2 separate regions of the Urocitellus parryii genome follow, and region 2 is linked to region 1. A link is a contact called in public Hi-C data. All regions are on one chromosome and are shown on one strand. The core of a region is the stretch at or near the end of the contact, and the rest is flanking DNA. Distances in the headings are between cores, read along the strand shown.

Region 1 (3,543 bases), core at 614-3,113:
TTAATAAATAAATAATTTTACTCACTGAGGATATAAAGCAGTGTATAAATCAGAGCTGGGGTTTGATAACAAGCATCAAAAAAGGAGAAAAAAGATTGCCAAAAATATTTGAAAAATAAGACTTGTTTAGGAATATCAAAACATACCTAAATCTTGAGCAATTAAAATTGTTGGTATAAACTAGAGAACATCAATGGACAGAAACTGATGCTTGTGTTTATAGCTCCTTGAATATGATAGAGGTATACCATTTTGATTGTGTGATAAAAAAAATTCTCAGTGATTAACATAAAATGGTAATTTTTTAAAAAGTATTAATAAAAAAGAACATATTTGTAATCTTGAGGTAGGAAAGACAGTCTTAAATAAGATGTAAAATACTCAGTTTATTATTATTAATTATTATTATTATTATTTGCAGGGCTGGGGATCAAACCCAGGTCCTAGCATTCAGTAGGCAAGCACTCGATCACTGAGCTACAACCCCTTCCCCATATATTAATATATAAATTTCTATATTTAGCCAAGTACATTCATTCACTCCTGTAATCCCAACTACTGAGAAGCCTGAGGCAAAAGAATCAGGAGTTCAAGTCCAGCTTGGGCAACTTAGCTAGATTCTGCCTCATCAACAAATAAATTTCTATAAAACAAAGCCATAAACAAAACTGAAGAGAAAAAATAAACAGGATATATGAAAGCCGGGACAGTGGCACACGCCTATAATCCCAGCAACTCCACCAACTCGGGAGATCCCAAGATCAAGGCCAGCCTCAGCAATTTAGGAAGACCCTCAGTAACTTGGCAAGACCCTGTCTCAGAATAAAAAAGGGATGGGGATGTAGCTCAGGGGCAAAGCGCCCCTCAATTCCTGGTACAAAAATAATAATGAAAAAAAAAAAACGGAGAAAGATTGGGCGATGCAGGATCCTACCCAAGCCAGTTGGGGTCCCACAGCTAAACTCAGCCTTGTCCTTTCTCCCTTCCCCAGTACTTCCAAGGTGCCTGTTACTGAATCTTCAGAAAGACAGAGAGACGCCTACAGGGGAGTCGGGCAGGGAGGCAACTTAATGTGGCAGGTGGAAAGTGCACCATCTGTTTCCTCACCAGTAAAATGGGGATGCTCACAGTACCTGTCTGGCCTATGAGGTTAAACTAACTAGAAAATCCAGTGCACCGCCTGTCATGTTGTTAGCTGTTACTTTTTCCGTTACAGTTCGAGGTTCTCCTTGGTGTTCTGCGAGAAAATGCCAGCAGGCAGCTTCCCAAAACGGATGACTTAAGGTTCTTTCCAGGTTTCTTGCTCAGGTTCCTGGGTTGCTTCTGGGCGAGACCCACGGCTTGGGATGTCAAGTCCTTGTCTAAAATGGAGTGATGCTGTGACCTACCTCCCAGGGCTCAGAAGTGCCCAGAAGCTAAAGCCAGGAGGCGCTCTAACATCTACCGCGCACCGGAAGAACTGATTTTTAGGAAAATAAATCAGCGAACAACCTGTTGCTGCAGAAAGCCGCCACGGTCCAGCCCGGGCGCCTGTATCTACCTCAGACGTCCCCTCACGGTCCTGCTACCCACGCCCAAGCAGTCGACGGGAAACCTGGAGCCCGCGCGCCTAGAAACGCTGCAACTAGGCTCTTGCACTCAGTCCAAGATCCCGAAGCAGTTTCCTGGCGCCCGACAGCCTTTCGGAGCCACAATTCAGCAGCCCAACTGCGGAGCCGCATTTCTGCCAATCAGCGTGCGCCGTTCCCCGAGCCCGGCTACTCCCGCTGAAACAGAGGCTCCCAGCCAATCGGAGAGCCCCGGAGCCGTCCTCCTGCCTACCAGCAGGGGGCGTGGCGTCTCATTGTAGCCAATGAGGACGACATCCACGCACGCGCGCGTGGGAGGCGGCGCCTCAGCAAGATGGCGGCGAGCAGCGTCCGCGGGGCTGTTGCAGCGGCCAGCACCTCCGTGAAGCCCATTTTCAGTCGGGACATGAACGAGGCCAAGCGGAGAGTGCGCGAGCTCTACCGCGCCTGGTATCGGGAGGTGCCAAACACTGGTGAGAGGCAGCGGCGCAGGCGGGGCCCCGGATGCAGCTGCCCAAGGTCTCACGACCGAGCCGAGGTCACTAGCTTGGGCAGAGGCGACTGTGGGTGCTTCAGGGGAAGAGGGTCACTCGAGCTAAGGTGGACCCGACCTGAAGGCAGCGCCGAGGTCAGACCAGTCGTTCCTAGCATCCTACAGAGGTTCCAGGCGCGCTCGGCGCTCTGGTGTCCTGTCTCCTAGTTCTTCCCGAGGCCTAGAGGGAGAGCAGGGACTGTCGGTGACAGACTCATTATGCAGATGAGGCACCTGAGGGCACCGAGAGGCGAAGCGAAGCGTTCTGGCCCGGAACCCAGAGTCAACTCTAGTTCCAAAAGGCAGTTTCAGACACCCATTGGGTTTTATAAACAAAGTGGCCATAGGATTCGGGCAGTCATCCAGTTCCTGTCACCACCAGAAAGTGAACCAGAGAAGGGAAGTGATTTTCCCAAGGTCGTCCGGTAAGCCAGCGACTCCTTTTCCAGTCTCTTCAGGCTAGATGGCTTCCTTGCCCTCCAGTCTCCCAAGACTTGCCGGTCTCCCCACTTCTACCGCAGAACCCCTTCCTTCGCCCAGATGGCAGAGATTCAGTCCGTTTAGCTGAAGGATTAGTATGTAAACTCCCTGTGTGCAGAGCTTGTTTTCTTATCTTGATTTCCCCCGGCTGCCCACTTTATTTTATCCAATAAAGACTGGGGAAAATCCCACCTAAACTTCCAGGGGTAGTACAACTGTGGGACTGTCCATGCTTTGTTATCTTGTTGTTCTTAGTGTGTTTTAACTTGGACCTTCCCTGCTAGTCTGAGGGGTAAGGCATGTTTGAGTGAGTTGGGAGCATTGTAGCACTCTCAGAGCTGACACTTCCCTATCTATGAGAAGCAGCAGAATGTGGAGATTAGAATAAGCCTGCACTCATCTCCAGGCTCTGCCCTTTAGTAGCTCTGTGACCTTGGGCAAGTTATTTCATCTGTGTTTCAGTTTTCTCATCTATAAAATGGGGGTACTGATAGTATCTTCAGAGAGTTACTGTGTTAGGTTAATATATCCAAAGTGCTTAGAACAGGGCCTGACACTTGGTTAACACTTATTAAGTTATTGGCTACTGTTGTTTTTATAGGGCTTACCCTAGAAGGAGCTTCCATGTAGAACCCAGTTCTTTAATGTGGGAACTGTGCTCCACAGTCCCTGTCCTCAGACTGACTTTTTGAGAGATTGCTAGTGACCTTAATTTAAACCCACCTGAAAGAGAGGAACTAAGGAGGACATGACATGGCTGAGGTGAAGATGGAACCCAGGTATTGCAAGTGTCAGGACCCAGCTCTTTCTAAATCATCCCTTTCCAGGATCTTCCTTCAAATGCTGTTTGGAGAGAGAATCCCAGAGTCAGAAGGGGCCTGAGAGGGGAAAAAGAAGGTAGGGGTTAAGGAGCCTAGAAAGCAGGGTCAGAATGGGGGGCAGGGAGTGGTCAAGGGAGCAAAG
Region 2 (3,543 bases), core at 329-2,828, 150 kb after region 1:
TTTTAAAAACTCTCTTTGGCTTTAAGGCCTGTTGTTTGGCCTCTTGGTGCTAGAATTTATATTCTAACTGTACACTATCCCCAGGGATTCCAGGTGACTTTTTTTTATTGCTCTGACAGGAGAAGGGGCAAGTGCTATCGGTTTCTAATGGGTAGAAACCCTGGATGTTCAACATCCTGCAATGCACACAACAGCCCCTTATATCGAAGAATGACCTTCTCCAAAATATCAATAATGCTGCCATTGAGAAACCCTGCTCATCCTTTACTGGGGTTTGGTGTTCCCATCCCTAAAATGGAAAGTACTGAGCTAGCCTATTTTTTCACAAGGACCCAGTAGGTGAGTTGATATCCTTTCAAAAAAGGATAGTCCTGCAAAGGTAATCATGAAGTCTTTATTATTGGGAATAAATGAAGATGGAAGCCCCAGCAAAGGATAGTGAGACAGGCTGTCAATCTACATCCAAAGGGAGGCAATGAAGACTCTGCACAGGAGGAGGGCTCCAGGGTGGGCTTGTGTTCTGGGCATCCTGGCTCAAGAGGGGCTGGGCTCAATCCTGGAAGTGCAGCATGGGATAGGGAGGGTGGGTGGCCAGGGACTCCTGTCAGCTGCCTTAGCAGGCAGAAGGAGGGAGTTGGAACCAACTGAGGACAGTCCTCACACCCACAGAGCCCTGGGACTCCCACACACGGAATACACACACACACACACACACTCTCTCTCTCTCTCTCTCTCTCTCTCTCTCTCTCTCTCTCTCTCTCTCTCTCTCTCTCCCCCCTTCCCATAGTCCTACCCTCTGCATATACCCCTACCACTCACCCTCAACCATTCCAAGCCTAAGCCGGAAGGGTGGGGCTGGGCTGGACCCGGCAGGCAGCCTTTAAAGGAGGCCCTTTCCCTGAGTCAGCTTTGAAGCCTTCCCCAAGTAGCTGCAGGGCCGGTGCCTTTGTGGGGGGAGGGGAGCGAGGGAAACTGGGGATTCAGGTGGAAAGGGGGATCCGCAGGCACAGGACAAGCAGGAGCAGCCATGTGGACTCCAGGTGGAGGGGGAGAATGTTGGGCAGCACGAAAGCCCAGGGGCCGGTGGGGGATATCCCCAGAGCTGGGGAAGGCCGCCGCGGAGAGAGCTGGCTTGACCCAGGGAGCCCGCAGAGGCGATCAATACCTTAAGGCTTCCTCAAGACCCCCAGGTGCCCCACCTGTACGGCCAGGGGCCTCCCGGAGGACCAGGTGGCTCTGCTGGAAGCCCGGGCTACAGAGAGATAGCTGGAGGACCAAGGGGTCATCCTCCCTTTGCTTCGAGAGTCTCCAGGCTCGGCGGGTAGAGCGAGGACACCGGGTACCCTCACCTGCGACCTGCGCACGTCGGCTCTTAGACCTCCGGGCCACCAAAGGCCAGGTTATCCCGCACCATCAGTGTCTTGCGGAGGTCCCGGTCCACCAGGGGGCGCTGCATGCGCCACTTGTGCGCCTCCTGCAGCCCCGGCTCGAAGTAGTAGATGCAAGCGCCGAAACCCACCAGGATGAGCACGGAGATGACCAGGTAGACAGGCACGAACCAGTCCAGAAAGTGCGGCATCGCGGCGGCTTTGGCTGCCAAGACACGGGCCATGAGAGCTGGTGGAGGGGCCCCTTGTGGCGCCCACCCAGAGAGACCCTCAGAGACCGGGGCCCCAAGCGCCACTTTACACATAGGGAGACTGGGGTCCGGGAGAGCGAGGGGCAGTGCCGGCCTGATCCAGATCATATGGTGCCTCAGCAGCCCAGGCCTTCTAACCACGCACTGACCTGTCCCCATCAACTGGAGACACCCAGCTCCTACTCACCCTATAAGAGGAGGCTTAAGCACAGCTCATAAGCACAGCTCTGACCCTGTCCCTGTCCAGCTGTGTGCCTTTAGGCAAGTTGCCTAACCTCTCTGGGTGTCCACTTCCTCCCCTGTAGAAGGAGAAACTAAAACAGCCCTGGCACAGGTCCCAGTGAGGATTTAGTGTGGTGACCCATCCCCTGATGAGGCCCCAGTAAAGGTGGGGAGAAGCCTCCTCTGGTCTCCCTGTGTCCCTGCGCCCAGCTCTGATTTTGCAGTTGCAATGTCTGCTGTTTGCCAGCTCCCCCATCCCAACAGATGCATGGGTTCCTGGCCACCTACACACCCTGACCAGCTGAGGCCTCATAAAAGCAAATATCCACCCCCAGGGGACCTGCTTCTTTGTAACAGGGTCTGAGCAGGCCAAATTTCATAATTATAAGGCCATAGATGCTAGAATCAAAAGTCCTGGCAAAGTCCTTAGAACCCTGGGATGATAACAGCACCTGGCCTCTAGGGTTTTGGGGACTGCTGAGTGAGTTGATTTATATGAAATGTTGGCACCTAGTAGGTTCTACATAGTAAATTTGTTCTTCTACTCTTACCTTCAGTTTCCTTTAGCTGCAAAACAGGCACAGAAATAGGACCTGTTTCCTAAAGGCACTGTGAATTTTTAATAATTGCCCAAAAGATATCTGAAGTCCTGCTGCCTGGCACAGAATCAGTGCTCAACAAATATTAGCTATTATTATTTCCAGTGAACTAGAGGTGAAGAAAGCAGGAAAGTGGGTGGTAGCAGTGGAAGGTGCTTTGTGCAGCCTGCCTGCTCTCCACACCCTCCGTTTCATCGTGGAACTGCTTGTCAGTCACCTGTGAACACTGCATGTTACGCAGTCCCCAGCTTTTTCTCTGCTTTCATTTTCCCTGGAATATTCTTTGCGTTCTTGGTCACTGAGCAAACTCTTGTTCACACTTCAAAAGCCAGATCACAGATCATCTCCTCCAGGGAAGAAATGAGCAGGACCCATTTAAACCTCCTAAAACTTGCCCAAGGTATAAGAAAGGGGTGGACCCAGGAGCCCCTTCTGTCTGCCTGGCAGGAAGAGCACCACTAGGGTACTTCCACAGACCTCAGGCCAGGCCTGTGGGGCAGGTGTCACTGCCTGTAACTTACAGATAAAGAAACAGAAGTCCAGACAGGATCACTAACTTACCCTGGGATACCCAAATGGGAAGTAGAGGAGCTGGACCCCCAAACCCAGTGAGGTCCTATGGCTTGAGCCCTTCAGGACAGGGAAAGATACTGAGCAGGATGAAATGAGCACAGGCCCACCTGGGCTTCTGGGGAAGCAGGGATGAATGAAATGGCCCCGGAAAGCAAGTTAAGGAGAAGCCCCAGCTCCTCTGACCTCTGTCTCCAAACCAATTTCTCTTGTCCCCCTAATCCCAGGTGGGCCACGATCCCCCGGAGGAGGATATTGCCACATCCTGGTCCTGCATCTTTCTTGAGCTCCTCTGCCCCCTATCCAGGGCCCCTGTTGGCTATTCAGAAACACAGGCATCTTAAGGTGCCCTATTCATGGAGGAATAAAATGAAGAGTGCACTAACTGTCTAAAGTCAGTGTGGAGGGCCCAGCACCCTCCTACCCATCTACCTTTCTGGGCAAGTTCAGAATTGCCCTATGCTGCCAGGGTTGCTGGGAAGAGGAAGAGGGGCCCTCAGGCAGGGAGACTGA

What was found. Hi-C and Micro-C count contacts between places; a contact is called where the count stands out from the background.
Region 2: a Hi-C map of liver shows a contact between it and region 1, with 5 times the contacts expected there. The contact joins the promoter of Smim45 here to the promoter of Ndufa6 in region 1. A contact is called at or near these places in 2 of 2 Hi-C or Micro-C datasets (liver and muscle).

What each region holds. Positions count from the first base shown.
Region 1 is chr5:6,938,673-6,942,215 of mUroPar1.hap1, forward strand. It overlaps Ndufa6 (NADH:ubiquinone oxidoreductase subunit A6), which reads left to right and starts at 1,864. Exons shown (of 3, transcript XM_026382330.2): 1 at 1,864-2,041. The coding sequence starts at 1,903.
Region 2 is chr5:7,090,634-7,094,176 of mUroPar1.hap1, forward strand. Smim45 (small integral membrane protein 45) reads right to left here and starts at 1,579. Exons shown (of 1, transcript XM_077798667.1): 1 at 1,373-1,579. The coding sequence starts at 1,579. The coding sequence ends at 1,373.